Regions from separate parts of the Zea mays genome. Here all the other regions are linked to region 1. A link is a contact called in public Hi-C data. All regions are on one chromosome and are shown on one strand. The core of a region is the stretch at or near the end of the contact, and the rest is flanking DNA. Distances in the headings are between cores, read along the strand shown. Region 1 holds the start of LOC103646603 (putative receptor-like protein kinase). Region 2 has its middle 64 kb from the start of LOC103630984. Region 3 holds the start of LOC100381614.

Region 1 (5,150 bases), core at 1,777-4,276:
ATGCACAGTCAAAACATAACATAATTATTTGAACACATAATTTTGGCATGGTGACATAAACTTACATTTTCAACTGGGCAATGTCCTTGTTGCCCAGTCAGCATCTCCGCGATTACAACACCAAGGCTATATATATCCAACTTTTTTGAAACCTGTCCACTAAAGAATTCTGGTGCCAAATATCCACTGCATGAATTTCGAAACTTGATAAATGCGAAGAAAGTTTGCAACAATCCATGCCTAGTCAAATGAATAGAGAGGAACTTCATCGAAGGACAAGCTAGCTTACACGGATCCAACTAGTGTTGACGTCATAGTTCGACTTTGCATTTCTTCGAAACACCTTGAGAGACCAAAATCAGATATTTTCGGGACCATGTTATCGTTGAGCAGTATATTGGGAGGCTTGAGATCCAAGTGAACAATATTGTTCTCGTGAAGATATTGTAGGCCCTCACAAATTCCTTTGATAATTTTAAAGCGTTTATTCCACTCTAGGCCACCAGACGCATCTGTAGAAGCAACAAAATTAATCAAAGGATCCCTAGTTTATAGTAATGCTATTATACATCCAGGACACATGGACAAGACTATCAACAACCAAAAGGAAATAGAGATGGAAAGAAACATAACAACACACCACACTATCATACCATTGATATACTTTTCAAGGCTTCCATTAGGAAGGTATTCAAAGCAGAGAAACCTCTGTCTCTCATCTGCCAGGATAAGCTTTCCCTTGTAGCTTTCCATTTTCCCCTGTGTATCAGCACAGTAACCCAGAAACCGCACTATATTTTTGTGTCTCACCCTCATCAGACAACTAACCTCCTTTTGAAATTGACTATCATCCATACAAATTGTATTCAGTAGCTTCTTCACGGCTACGGTTCCACCTCTTTTAAGCAGTCCCTACAGTCATAGGTAACAGCATTTTCCTTGCCAGCATGAAAGCAGGAGTTTTCTACAGAAACAATGACTAAATCGAGAGGGCAGATGAGAGTTTCTTATACCTTGTAAACCACTGCGAACCCGCCAGTGCCGATTTCCAGAGTATCAGAGAAGTTTTTCGTGATCGCCTTTAGAAATGACATTGGCACGTAAATCGGCTTGAATTCTTTTTCATTTTTAAGAAGCACTTCATGGTCGCATTTAGACGTGATCTCCAAGTGGTCGTGTATCTTGTCTTCAGAGTCCATCTATAAACAAATGTGTCCGTACCCTTCAGACAATTACGCGAGACCAGTGCGTGTGCATGTGATCAGTGAAGAAGTTACAGGAACAAAACAAAGAAGGAAAGGATTCGCATAAACGGATTGTTGATGTTCTAGATGAGATTGAGAGTGAAATATATTCTTAGTCGAGGAGGATTGAGCACACACAAACCACAAAACTAATGAATCTGGTCCCAAATCATCATGTGGATGTTTTTGAATTTTATCACTTTAACTTTATACTTGTTGACTCCGATCAGAGCCGGGATCTTGATTAGGGTAATGGACTGTTATGAGCTTCCCCCCCTTGGTAAGCTCGTAACCTGGTCTCCTAGTGTCTCTCAAGGCGGAGTGAAGAGAAAGATGAGAGTAGCGCAAGGTGTAGGGGCGTCGATCACCCAGATCACCAGCGCGGCTGTGCCGGCGCTGTGCCCAGCAGATTATAGATGTACACAAAGCCCGAAGCACGAAAGACCGGCACGAAGCACGTTATTTGGTCTGGTACGAGCCCAGACCGGCCCAGCACAAATAAGCGGGCCAGGCTCGGACAGGAAACTAAGCCCGATGAACTAGCCCGGCACGGTCCGTTTACCTCTAAGCCCGTCAAATCCGTTTTTTACACTAAACCGTGCTTACTGGGCTGTCCCGGCCCGTTTAGGCCCGCATCGAGCCAGGCTCAGACAGAAAAACGAGCCCGCGGGTTTGGATGGCCCGACCCGATTTTCTAACCGGGCCCAAAACGGGCAGGGCTTCACCGAGCACGGGCCGGGCTTCATCGGACACGGGCCGGACGGACCGTTTGGCCATCTCTAGCCAAGATGATCATATGTGATCCCGCCCCAAACTGGGATATCTTATCTTATTCATTTGATGCCGAATACGAACTACAACCTGCGCCTTTATAGATGTAGGCAACTTATAGCTTAAGAAAACCATTTAATACTTTTAGGAAAACTAATCTGCTACTCCCTCGGTCCCAAAATATAGTTTGTTTTAGACTAATTACACATTCATTAAGTAACATATGAATGTAGTTTGCATGCATATCTATATTCATTATTATTTGATTTGAATGGATGTGGACAGATAAAATATAGCCTAGAAAGAACTATATTTTGGGACTAGGAAGTATTATTTTGAAACAAACTAAGGAAACTGAGTAACAATCATATCCCTGATTTATAGCCATGGCTGTTACCTGCCCCTTTCTCCTTATGCGCTGGCACCTCTTTCCTTGTCCATTTCTGTTGGCATCCGCTACAGCAGATCTAGCCACCCCTCCTCCTTGAATACTGGCGCCCCACAAAAAGTATATATAACATGGACTTAGTTTCCATACACAGTGAGAAAGAGACCACGGCTGTTAGTGATAATCTTCCAACATATGATTTCTGATTGGACTACATATGGATGCTCTATGTCTACTACTCAGCAATCATTACTCAGCACAACCACGAATGTCCAGCAGACCAGGTCACTCTGGAGCATTCGACAAACAGATAAGATAAGCTCACTCTCACCTGCTAAAAAAAAGGAGGGAGTCTCCAGAAATCAGAATCAGATGCCGCCGCCACCAGGCACTAAGCTTTCTTTGTCCACCACCACCATCTATTCAATCTTGGCGTTCCAACGCTGCGGGGGCGCGAATGGATTTGCTTTGCGCGCCGGTCAACCCTTGTTTGGAGCAAATGGCACGAGCTCTGGCAGCCCGTCCCCTCCCCAGATCCAGCTGTTTTCGCGTTCACCTTGCATTAAACAAATCAGCAACCGGATATTGTTTTCTTCTTCCAAGATCCAGCAACTGAAAACGCGTGTATCACAGCACGACTCCTCATTTTTGTCTTTATATTGACTCTCTATTTATCTTTTTTTTAAAAAAAATCACACTTTATATATAGTATCTTACTGCTCTAATTTGGTAAGTCACAGCAGCTAGCCAAGTTTATCTAGTGAGAGAGTCGATTTAAAGAGTAAGATAGTTTGACGAGTCAGATGGTTAATATGTTAAAGTGTTATTTTACTGTTGATTAGTTGAAATTTGGTTTAACGAGCCATTTGGCTAATCTAGTCTCTTAGAGATGATCTAAAAATGAATTAGTAGATTGGATTACGTTTATATACCAAGAACAAGAGTGAAGAGTCTGTTGATTAAGAACAAGAGTGAAGAGTCTGTTGATTGCGGTCCACGTGCTCCGGTCTAGCGCAGCGCAACCTCGGCGGAGACGAACGCACAACCTCAGAGGGGACGGACAACGCTCTTCAAGGTCGTTAGACTCGCTCCGATCAGCGGCGGCTCCCTTGCATGGGGGGCATTAACGTGGGTACTCTTAAGCACTTTTTAAGTTGCGATATGTGAAACACACCGTGCACGTCTTAGATAAGTTTTAAATGACCCTCAAGATGTACTCCCAAAAGAATTACTAGGTATGCCACCCGATCAAGATATAGTGTTCTCTATTGAGTTAAAGCATGACACCACACTTATTTCTAAAAGACCATATAGGATGGATGTTAAAGACTTAGGTGAGCTAAAGAAACAAATAGAATAGTTGCTAGAAAGGAGTTTTATCTGGCCTAGCTCATCACCTTGGGGATCCCCTGTTCTTTTTGTGGATAAATAGGATGGATCTAGAAGAATGTGCATGTCACACCCAGATTTAAGGAACAAAGCCGGGTGCATCTCATACATGCGCCAAAGAAGACAACATATATAATAACAGAGTGTATAGAGATAAATGTCACAATATAGTCAGAGTACTTATTACATAGCGGAAGTCTTACAAAATATAAATATAGATCGAACTAAAGTCCATCCTTGGCGCCAGAAAGTCAACTGGGAGACGCCACCTAGATCAAGTCAAACTCCTCGAGGTGTGGCTCCTCTTGAACCACCTGTTCTTCTCCTGTGGGGGTGTGAGACAGCAAGGGTGAGCTCACACATGATCATAGCTCAACAAGTTGTGGGGAAACCAGTGGGTATGAACTCACCAAAGGTGGGAGTTCATGTGATGTGTAAGGTTGATCAACAATAGGGGTTAAAGCTGAGCATTGCTTTTAATAAGTTGGTCAAATTTTATTAGCAGTTACTAAATGTAAGTAAATACCAAACCATAATAAATAATAGAACAAAATTAATAAATAATCACATGCAAATGCAAATGACAAAATTGAATTTAAGTTACATAAATTGATCATGTGAGTGTCCGAGTCGCTCATGACCGTGACCACGGCTAGTATACCAGTTTTACACTCTGCAGAGGTTGTACCCTGTACCCACAAGTCTTGTATCCCATGTCGCCAGGGTTTGCAAGGCCCTTAGACACTACCGAGGTGAATGGCTAGCGATCCACTACGAGGCCTTTACAAAGTTCCACTAGCTTCCGAAAACCCGCTACAGTTTATGGGAAGAGCACTTGCAAGAATCCCTCGTCTGACCGCCATCACATCAAAATCAACCCGAGAACCTCCCTACATGCAATCCCCTACTGCCCTTGCCCCTTTCGGGTAAGGTAGTCTTCCACTAGCTTTCCTAATTAGTCAGTCAAGGGCGTCCCATACCACCCTTGTGGTGGCACTGTTTTCTTGGGTGGTTCTCCATATTCGCATTAAAGATAATGATCTTATCATGAACATAAATAACATGGCAGAATAATAGGAACATGGATGTAATGAAATATTAAAAGAAAACCATATAAAGCAATAGCAACACTACCCAAGTGATTCAAGGGTAAATAAGGTAAAAAGGATAAACATACTAGGGTGACCTATTGGGTCCTATCAAAATTAAACTTATGCATGAATAATGATAATAAAGAACATTATTGGGTAATAGAATTGGTCAAGGGCACAACTTGCCTGGCACTTGAGATTCCAGTTACTAGGGTGATTCTTCAGATCGTCGTGACCGCACTGCTAGTCGTAGCAATACAAACAGAC
Region 2 (5,150 bases), core at 1,774-4,273, 440 kb before region 1:
ACAAATTTCAGTACCACATGACCCAAATGTTCTCAGGTAGCAATGATGTGTTCAAGTACCTTGATGAACATCATTCACTGAAATGGATGAGATGTGACTTCAACCAAGAAATTAAGTGTGATTATATTACTAACAATCTAGCGGAGTGTTTCAACAATTGGATTAGAGAGTACAGTAGAGACATAAAGAACTTGCCAGTGACTGATCTTGTTGATAAGGGAAATGATAATGATTCTATGGGAGAAGATGAGAAAAATTGGAGAACGACTTCAAGGCAAGATACTAACAGCTGTCCTACACCAATTGAATGCAAGAACTAGAGGGTTGGGACACTTAAATGTTGTGAAAGCTGACTTACATGATGCAGAGGTGTACAACAGCAGCCACAATCATCATGATCGACATGCTATCAAGGCACATTTACATGACTGTACTTGTGAAGAGTAGCAACATACGGGCAAGCCTTGCGAGCATGTATTGGCCTTGCTAGCCGCAGTAAAAAACAGAAATGTGAAGCTTGAGGATTTGTTCATGAATACTACTCTGTTGCAAAGTTCAGAGAGGCATATAAAAGATTGATAGAGCCACTGCCTGACAAGTCACAATGGCCCACAGTAGAACTTTCATTTGATATGGGTGCACCAATTTGCAAAATAACTGTTGGCAGACAGAGAAAGTTGAGGTTCAAAAGTTTCCTTGAAGGCGGCAACAGTTCAGAGACAAAACATGATGAAGGTGGCAGCAGTTCAAAGGCAAAACCAACTGAACAAGAAAAGCCCAAAACGATGATAAGAGGAAACGTAGGTGCAAAAGATGTGGCACATTGGGTCACACAGAAGTTAGTTACAAATGACCACTCAATGGTACAAAGAAAAGGAAGAGAAAGCCTAGGAAGAATAGTACTAAATCAAGTGGTAAAAGTCAGATGGCAACACCTTATAGGCCAATAACAACTAGGGAAACCATAATTCAAGAGCGCCCTGGAGCAACAATGAAAGGAGGTAATTCCAAAAATTTTACAAGCACACTCTAGTTTGAAATATGTTCTTTTTCAATACCATTAACAATGTTTTTGTGCAGGCGACTTGCTGCTCTGTTAGAAAGCAATTCTTCTCAGACCACTATGCCTACTTCAACTCCAACCAAGATAACAACGCCAACCAAGAAGACAGTTCAAAAGAAACTGACCCCAAGGAAGAAAAAAAATAACTCTTAGGATTCTATTTGTGGTTGTAGTCCTAAACTGAAATATTTGTGGTTGTAGTGCTAAACTGTGTCACATGTTTAATTGTGCAGTTTGTTTTGGATTCTATAGTCCTAAACTGAGATATTTTGTGGCTGATATATTCAGTATGGGTGCTTGTCTTAAAGATGTGTGCTTGTCTTAAACATGTATGGGTGTTGTGCATATATATCTTGTAAGGATTTGTTCACCACGCATCAAGGTTCATGGCACAGGAGATTGGTGTCAGCAGTATGGAGAACAAGCATGATGCCAAAACTGATGCCGGTTACCTGGAATGAGGCATGATGGCATAAGAACAGCAAGTGATTGATATTGGCACTTCAGCGTGGTCACGATCGACGGTGGCAATGCAGCGAAGCCACCTTTCCAAGGTAGTGATCTTGCAAATTTCTCGTCCAGAACTTTGTATGCCCGGCCAATCATCGGACCACCGCGCGCTCATGCAACACGCCACGTCGGTCCTCCTCGGCCTTGTCAAACACGACAAACGGTACAGTCCCTACCCACACGCCGGGGCAGTGGTAGGCCTGACGGCAAAGGGTGTGTGCCACCTGGTTCCCCTCCCGGTACACATGCCTCACATCGCATCCTTCAAAACAGCGAAGCAGCTCGTGGATCTCCTCCTGCAGCGCCACGGGGATCCGTGTCTGCGTGTCCTCGCTGCGGAGCAGCCGCACAAGCACGAGATCGTCGCCCTCGACCACCACCCGCTGCAGGTTAAGCCCAAGCGCCAGGCAAAGGCCTCGAGCCATCGCGCGCGCCTCCACTATGCCCACCGTGGAGTGCTCCGTGGGCTCAGCGAATGCGAGCACGACACGACCGTCGCTGTCACGGATGGCGCCACCAATACTGGCTCGCGCTGAGCCATCATGGTAGACGGATCCATCAAAGTTGAGCTTGTACCAACCACGAGGTGGCGGCGACCATTGTACTAGGATGACGCGGCCAGGATGGTACGGACGTGCCCACGGAGAGAGCTGCGATGCATGGTGGTATAGATTGGGGTCGTTGGGTGCCGCCATCGATGCTAGGGAGCACACCATGCTATCAGATCAACTAACTGTTCGTGCAGTGTATCGCGTATGTAGTGCAACACGCAGGGGCGGCGGGGTGAAACAGTAGCTTACCGGTCGCCGCTCCGGCGTCCAACGTCCACCCCTCTGGGTCTCTGTGGGGTCTGCCTCCGCCACACGCCCACACGATCTACAAGTACACTAGTTCTCTTTGGGGTCAGCCTCCACCTCCGCGCACACAAACTATGCGTAATGGATTAAGAGCAGAGGAGACCGAATCTCAACTAAGATTAGTGAGAAACGTGGCAAGAAGAACACAGATCGGATCTTTATGGAACCCTAAATCCCCAGATTCGAGCCCCGAATCCCCAAATCGGAAATCAACAGCCATCTTGAGATGGGGATTAGAACAAGGGAGCAAGAAAGGAGAACGCACCGTGGTCTTGCCGTCGGTAGTTCACAGTTCGCAACCCTCAGGCCGACGCCGTACCTCCTTGCAAGTGCAGAAGCACCGCCGAGGATCTCACCGACGGCGGCGCCCTCGCAGGAAAGCGCTCGCCGGCGGGGAGTTCGACGACAGCGCAACAATGGACGCCGGATCAGTCCTCCACCTCGCCGGTGAACAGAAGCGACGAGAGTGGTAGGGTTTCAGGCGAGAGGCGCACGGCTGAGAGAAATGGGGAAAGTGGGTAGGGTTTGTGATAAATGGATAAACAGTGATCCGTGTATTCTTGCCCGTCGATCCTTATCCCCGTGGCGATGCGGGGGGGCGCGGTTTTGGTGGGCCGACATCTCGGCCCGGGCGCACGGGCCGCACCGCCTGGACCGGCACAGAGACGGGCCAAAAGGCCGACAGAGGCCAAGTAGCCCATTTTTATTTCCAGCGAATTAAGAATTGGTCTTTTCTTTATTTCGGCAGATTGAATAAAAATAAAATAAAAGGTTATAAAAATTAGAAAATACTTTTATGAGATTTAGAATTTTGCAAATAATATCTTGGAATATTTTGTTTTCGCTGCATAGTTTAGATATTTTCTATGCATTATTATTCATTATGAAGCCAACGTGGATTATTTCTATTTAATTACATAGAAATTTCGAGATTTTATGGTATTTTGAATGTTTGACAACGTTTAATATTTTATAAATATTTTATACCAAATTTAGAACAGTATTATATTTTATACTAGGTGTATGCCAGTCCTTTGCCACGGAGTCAACATGTATTAATAAAATACATTAAGATGCAGAAGCACTATTTTATCGTTCTATGCTCTCGTTATTAAAATGTCCGTATGTTTAGAGTTGTACTCGGATGCTTCGTCTAGCTGACGAAGATGACAGATGGGTCGCAGCACTCGTCGATCAAGCAGTAGGAGCACAACGCGACCAGACTGTAGATTAATCAATTAGATGACGCATGTGCAAGAGCAGAAGTCTACGTCGTCACTTGGGAAATCAGAGAGACAGAGCCAACAATAAGCTTATGGCAGAGGAATGATAGGATCAGAGAGACATAGGTGTACCAACAAATGAAAAGGGATATGTCAGCACCGGATCGACCAAGCGATTCTATTCATTTCTTCACATGGATTAGATCAGATTGACAAGGACAATGGGTCAAGACGAGAGGCGGGAGAGGACAAGTCCTACAGGGACGCACTCGGACCCGAGTTTCACTATCTAGGTTCTTGGGAAGCAGAGCACGTCAGCGAAGGGGAGGGCCAGGTCGTGGATGCAGCTATTGACGAAATTGACAAGGACTAGGGATGAGGACACATAGTCGGCGTCCGACGAGGAGGGCATGGTGGAGACGAGGAGCCGGCCGAGAAGCTTGGCGATCTCCTTCTTTGTTGTTGTGCGCTAGAGGCTGGAGTGGGGAGCCGGCACCGGAAGACGCGGCGCGGCACGGGGACTCACTGAGATAGGCATGCAACTAGGGTTTGGTTGTCCAGTTGGTCGGGCCTGGGATGCGTGTATGTGGATGTGAGACCTTGGACTGCAGGTCGCGCCGCCTCCTTCGCCCATGCCGCGGCCTCGTCGTGCGGAGGCAGCCATTGTCGTGGCCTAGTCGTGCAGGGGAAGCCTAGTCCGCGAGGGATTAGGGAAGCGCGCGGGTGTTGGTGAGAGCACCTAGACGGGGGAATAGGTGATCCTGTAAAAATCAAATACTTATAGCCACAAAACTTGGTTAAGTGTTAGTATGGCTACGAAGCAAGCTCTTGCTAACACAAGATATCACAGAAAAGCAATCACAAGAGACACGGTGGTTTTATCCCGTGGTTCGGCCAAGTATAACACTTGCCTACTCCACGTTGTGGCGTCCCAATGGACGAGGGTTGCACTCAACCCCTTTCAAGTGATCCAGTGATCAACTTGAATACCACGGGTTTTCCTTTCTTATGCCTTGAAAGTCGCCTAGAGGGGGTGAATAGGGCGAATCGGAAATTTATAAACTTAAGCACAACTACAAGCCGGGTTAGCGTTAGAAATATGAACGAGTCCGAGAGAGAGGGCAAAAACAAATCGCAAGCAAATAAAGAGTGAGACATAAGGATTTGTTTTACCGAGGTTCGGTTCTTGCAAACCTACTCCCCGTTGAGGTGGTCACAAAGACCGGGTCTCTTTCAACCCTTTCCCTCTCTGAAACGGTCACTTAGACCGAGTGAGCTTCTCTTCTCAATCAAACGGGACACAAAGTCCCCGCAAGGACCACCACACAATTGGTGTCTCTTGCTTCGGTTACAATAGAGTTGATCACAAGAAAGAATGAGAGAGAAAAGAAGCAAACCAAGCGCAAGAGCTCAAATGAACACAAATGTCGCTCTCTCTAGTCACTATTCGATTTGGAGTGATTCCGGACTTGGGAGAGGATTTGATCTCTTTGGTTG
Region 3 (5,150 bases), core at 1,586-4,085, 340 kb after region 1:
AATGACACTGTTGGAACATACCTTCAATTCTATGCAATCCTGATTCTGAATTGATATAACTTCTTTTGTCTCCGGAGATGATGTTGCTATTGTCTGGTAGCATCCCATAAAACCTTGTGTTTTTTTCTTGTAATCATGTTGAAGAGCAGAATCAGACTCTTCCTGATCCTCAGTTTTGATAGCATCATCAGGGCACTTTTCAGTATGTATATTGCTTGCCCGAGAAATATCAGAAACGCAGATGCTGTGCCTGGCTATTTCCGAGGTTACATGAATTTCTTTTTCAGGTAGCATATTTTCCCTTCCTAGATGGGCAGTTGCTTTTTCATTTCTCTGTTTTGCATTTCTGATTGGTGATCTCTTCCTGATATGTGCATTTTCAGATTCATCAGTGGGTGCATTCAATATATCTTTCAGAATGGGCAACCTACAGGTTGGTGCAGACTGTCTCCTGCATGATAATTTTGTAGAAGTGGTAGATGAGGCTGGAAGAGATTTGGACCTGAGAAAATTCCTTGATATACCAGCTCTTGAATCATCTTCACAGTAAATCCCTGTCTTCCACCCATCTTTACTGCTAATGCCAAGAGGGCTGTCTGGCACCTCTCTCACATTATAGGGACTGAAGTTTGGATCTGATCCTACCATGTGGGTGGTTTCTCTTGGTGCATCTCTATCAGACAGTCCGAGCATTTCACCTAGTGTTTTTATGCCTTTAGGAATTGAATCTTCTGAATCAGATTGGCAGGTCATTTGCCATCTTTTCGAGAGGTGCTTTCTAGCCTTTCTACTTACTGATGGTCCCGAAGAATGGATGCTTGAATAAATGGGCACGGTGTCTTCATGAGAGGTAGAAGTAGAACTAACTCTTGCCTTCTCAGTATCTGCTTCAAGGTTATATTCTTCCTGGGATGATCTCCTCCTGCTACCACTCCTATGTGCTTGCTTTCTAGCCTTCTGTAGTGCAAAACCCCTTTCTCCTTCGAGAACTTCATCGTTTCGTGCCACAGAAAATTGTTTACTATGGTGTGGAGGCTTCAAATGTTGTGTATCTCTCTTCTGTTTATATTGTGATGCTTCTTGGCTTGATAGAACATGTGTGAAACTTTTCCTCTGAAGGTTTGGCTTCAGAACAACAATTTGAGAGAGAACAGGTGTGAAACTTTTCCTCTGAAGGTTTGGCTTCAGAACAACGATTTCAGAGCGACGGCATGAGCCTTTACTCTTGCCCTCATTTGGTGCCAAGGGCGCCACTGGTGTAACTGAAGTTTCTCTGGGCGGCATGCTAGGAACGGGTTCCTCAAACTCTTTTGGTATGACATGCATCCCGTCACACACACCTTCCATGCCACAAGGGATTTCTTTCTCAAACGGTTGTGCAGCAGCAGCAGCAGCAGCATTGCTGGTATAAGAAGAGCACTGCAACCCACTGTGGCTAAGGATGTGTCCTGAGAATCCTGACACTGCAGTCCTGTTCTCCTGAAGGATTTCAAGGAAAACATCCCTTTTGGAGTGCAGTACCTCGAGTGCTTCGCTGAACTCCTTAGAGTTCATATTCCCTTCGCCAGTGGCAAGGCGCTTAACATCCAAGAACTTTTGCCTCACAAATTCAAGATCAGCTTCAATGTTTGTCAGATATGGCTCCTGATTTCCAGGCTGCAGCGGCCCATGCATCGCCATGTTCTCCATCTCTGTTACCTCGAAAACATCGTTAAATGCTGGCAGCTCATCAGAACTGGTGTTACATGCCTGATCCCCAGACGAAGCGCTGTCCACGCCTCGAGCAACTCCTGACAAGTGTCGCCGGTTACCCCGGGTGTCACTCTGGCAGCGGTCAAGAGATTTCTTGGGGCGAGGCACGGTGTCTAGGCCCATCAGCCTGCCAACAATACCAGGCGAGCAATGGGTGAACTCCACCTGCTTCGGCGTGTCTTTCTTCGCAGGGACAGCGCTTGGCTTGTTGGAGAGGCCCTGCAAAACATAGAGAAAGAGAGAGCACGGACAGGGGTTTCAACAAGCAGTTCACTAATCAGACGTATTTTAACTGCGTTCGAAGTGCATTTGTGGACAGCAGTGTAGCGCTGCATCATGTACCTCTCTTGAATTGTTTTCGCCCCTCGGCTCATCCACCGGCAGCAGCGACGGCGGCGTCATTGCCTTCTTTGCCCTTTTGAACTCAAACGTGAACTGGTGCAACAATATAACAGTAGTTGATAAGAAATCGAGGTAGACAATCGTGCCAAATCAATGACGAGGAAGACAAGTGAAACTCGGGGGTTTTTTTTAAAGAAAAGCTCTAGTCCAATGACAAATAATAAAATATTCTCTTTTTCAAAACCCACGAAACATAATTAATTAACAAAGCACATGTTTCTAAATTGGAGAGGGGCGATTTAAACATGCACAAGCAGCAGCAGCAGCAGCTGTAGTAACCAAAAACCTTGGTGAAGAAGAGTGACAGGAAGAGATGGGGACATCCGGACTGGTGGTGGTGGTCTACTCACCGATGTCTCTTCCACGGAAGACATCACCGGAGCTTCCAACGCCGACTGCTCCTTCGATTCGTGGGAAGCCGAAGCGACAGCCCCGCTCGCTGCGCAATCACGGCACGGAGAAAACCAGACCAAAAAAGGCTCTGTGGTTAGACGCAGAAATGCGAAAACGGAGAGGCGAGCTCGGCCCGTGCTCGCTCACCTCGGCGCGACGGAGTGGGCGGGGACGGCGCCCGCTGGCGGGAGTGAGAGTGGGAGCTGGGGCGCCGTGGCTTCGCCGGTGCTCGCGACCCACCGCCGTGCAGCATCGCTTCCGCCTCCGCTTCTCCTGTCTGCTCCTCTAGGCTCTGCCGGAGACCTTGCGTCTCACTCTCCCCTGACGAATTCAGATCTTGAACTGTGGGGTACCGGGGAGGTGGGGGCCCACGTGGAAGCAGCGACGGTGCGGGCCCCGCGAGGGCCGCCACGTCCACCTCTCTGCACTTGGGCCACAACGCGAAGCGGGGCATGGTGTCAGTGAGAGTGCGGCGGCGCAGGGCGCGTGCAAGGGGGTGGTGGGCTGTACGGGCGCGTGGTCGAGCCAAGTTCGAAAAGGTTCGCGGTGGGTGGGGCACGAGGCGTGAGGGACCAGGGAGGAGATGGGGCCCGGCGCTCAGAGACTCTCCTCTTCCTCACGTGCTCGCCGTGACGAGGACGAGAGACCGAGAGAGCATCCGAGAAAGAAGGTCGCTAGCTTAGCTTCCACTGTGCGGTGGTGTGGCAATGGATCTTCTGCGGCGCTGTTCGTGGAGCGTGGACTCGAGGCTATCTATCTATACTTCTATAGGCGAGTGGTAGGGTAATCTAGTACTACGGGTTGTCATTGATAGAGAGATGTTACTCAGATATGCTTAGATATATACTTTATCAATTGTCAAGAGGAAATATAATGAAAGGTTTACTGTTAGGGGGCTGGCTTATTTAATGTTCATTTCATTTTTTTCTTTAGAAAAATATCTCTTGCAATAACTTATACGGCATCTTTCTGCTTGAAAACCAATCTTTCTATCTCCTACAATTAATAGCCGCGCTCGATCACTTGGGTTTGGGATTGAAATTTAAAGTGAAATTAGGAAAGGAGACTGTTGAACTGGACGCCGGCGACTATAGTCCCAACAAAACAGATTTCGGTGTTATTGATTCAAATATTATTAACTGAAAAAGATGGAAAGATAGATATAGATATTGTTTTAGATATAAAACTAATCGAAATAGATACAGAGCTATGTATTGATATCCTCTACACTTCAAAGGATATGTGTGTGCCCGTGTGCGTACTGAAAACATCTTAGCACTCTATGGTTTCAGTTATTAAAGTTAAAAAAATGTTATTTGTGAACATTATGTGTTTTGTAGAGTCAAAATAAAGTTAGGTCATGGCAAAGACGATTGTTTGGGAAATCTATTGTTTTCATGTCCCTGATTTATGGATTTTTGTTTTGGTTTTCGAACGATGGAAAATTAGGGTAAGCATACTCTAGTTGAAGTGGGAGATGAGCACCAAGTTCAATACGACTGATTTGGGGTTATTGTGTTTTTCTCTTGGTATTAAGATGCGTCAACGACATCAAACTATCCTATACACCATGTGCACAAGGTTCTAAAGCATCAGGGTATTGAATTTTGGAACCCAAACCTATGAAGTTGTTATATTCTAGTACAACAACCACGGTGGATGCTACTATATACTAGGGCCTTCTCGTAAGTATCTGGTCACTGGCGGATGTGCGACCGGGGGCTGCCGCCTCGGTCGTGGCCCATTAGAAACAGTAGTATATGGTAAATTTGGCCCACAAAAATCTAAAAAGTTAGATCACACTCTGGCAGCACCTCTCCGCACGCGCCCAGCCGCCGCTGACCGTTCTTCACCCCTTCGCACTGCACGTCCGCGCTACGCCCATGGCTCATCCCGCACGCGCTGCGGCACATCGGCAGTGTAGCCTGCGCCCTCGGCTCCTCCTGTCCTCTCCCACACCGGTCGTCGCCCTCAGTCCCGCTCCCTCACTCCATCAGGATCAGGACTCAGGCAGGTGCCGCCTCCCCCATTGGCTGCTCGCCTGCTCGGTGCTTGTTGGCTGCTCCGTGGAGTGGAGGCGTTGGGTGTGAGCGTGTTATACACCTCGTGAAGCCTCTTTGTCCCTACTGATTGCTGAAGACTGAACCAATGAATCCTACTGCACAGCTTCTGCTGCTAGTTTGCTATGTGTCTGGGGCTGCTAGAGCTACTGTGCTAGGTAAGAAGGTGAGATTATTTGGTATTTTGGTTTAATCAATTATCTGCTTGGTTAGTAGGTTAGTTGATAAAATTAAATTTTATGTTTATAGGGATAGGATGGATATATTCCTTATCAAGAATCAGAACAATATTTATTAATTATTTATTATTATATTTGTAGAATTTGTGTCGACTTATTTAGGCTACATGCCTTTTGAGTATTTAAGTTTTATCTTGCTACTTGTGTTATATTAACATCAATTAGATTGTTTTTAAAAAAATTTTATAGCTTTAGTTTAGTAACCTCCCTCATGATCTGTTTCTCGATCCGCCCACTGTATCTGGTACTTGGTGTATACCTGATTGAAACTCTGTGTTTAATTTTGGTAGTTAAGGCTAGGCCT

Evidence for each region. A called contact is a pair of places that touch in the nucleus more often than the background predicts.
Region 2: a contact with region 1 is called in a Hi-C map of tassel, with 4 times the contacts expected there. The contact joins the enhancer-like site here to the promoter of LOC103646603 in region 1. A contact is called at or near these places in 4 of 25 Hi-C or Micro-C datasets (ear, endosperm, leaf and 1 more).
Region 3: a Hi-C map of ear shows a contact between it and region 1, with 2.1 times the contacts expected there. The contact joins the promoter of LOC100381614 here to the promoter of LOC103646603 in region 1. A contact is called at or near these places in 3 of 25 Hi-C or Micro-C datasets (ear, leaf and tassel).

Annotation. Positions count from the first base shown.
Region 1 is chr6:41,732,099-41,737,248 of Zm-B73-REFERENCE-NAM-5.0, forward strand. LOC103646603 (putative receptor-like protein kinase) reads right to left here and starts at 3,027. Exons shown (of 5, transcript XR_004850110.1): 1 at 2,735-3,027; 2 at 2,413-2,506.
Region 2 is chr6:41,287,223-41,292,372 of Zm-B73-REFERENCE-NAM-5.0, forward strand. It overlaps the pseudogene LOC103638136. Among protein-coding and RNA genes, the nearest start is that of LOC103630984, 64 kb to the right of the region's middle. Within about 2 kb of position 3,024, at least 20 of the 20 cell types and tissues checked have an H3K27ac peak or open chromatin away from gene starts, as enhancers often do. A contact at or near this core is called in ear, endosperm, leaf and 1 more, where this site is marked.
Region 3 is chr6:42,074,422-42,079,571 of Zm-B73-REFERENCE-NAM-5.0, forward strand. LOC100381614 reads right to left here and starts at 2,836. Exons shown (of 6, transcript NM_001174432.1): 1 at 2,695-2,836; 2 at 2,505-2,593; 3 at 2,095-2,187; 4 at 22-1,971. The coding sequence starts at 2,800.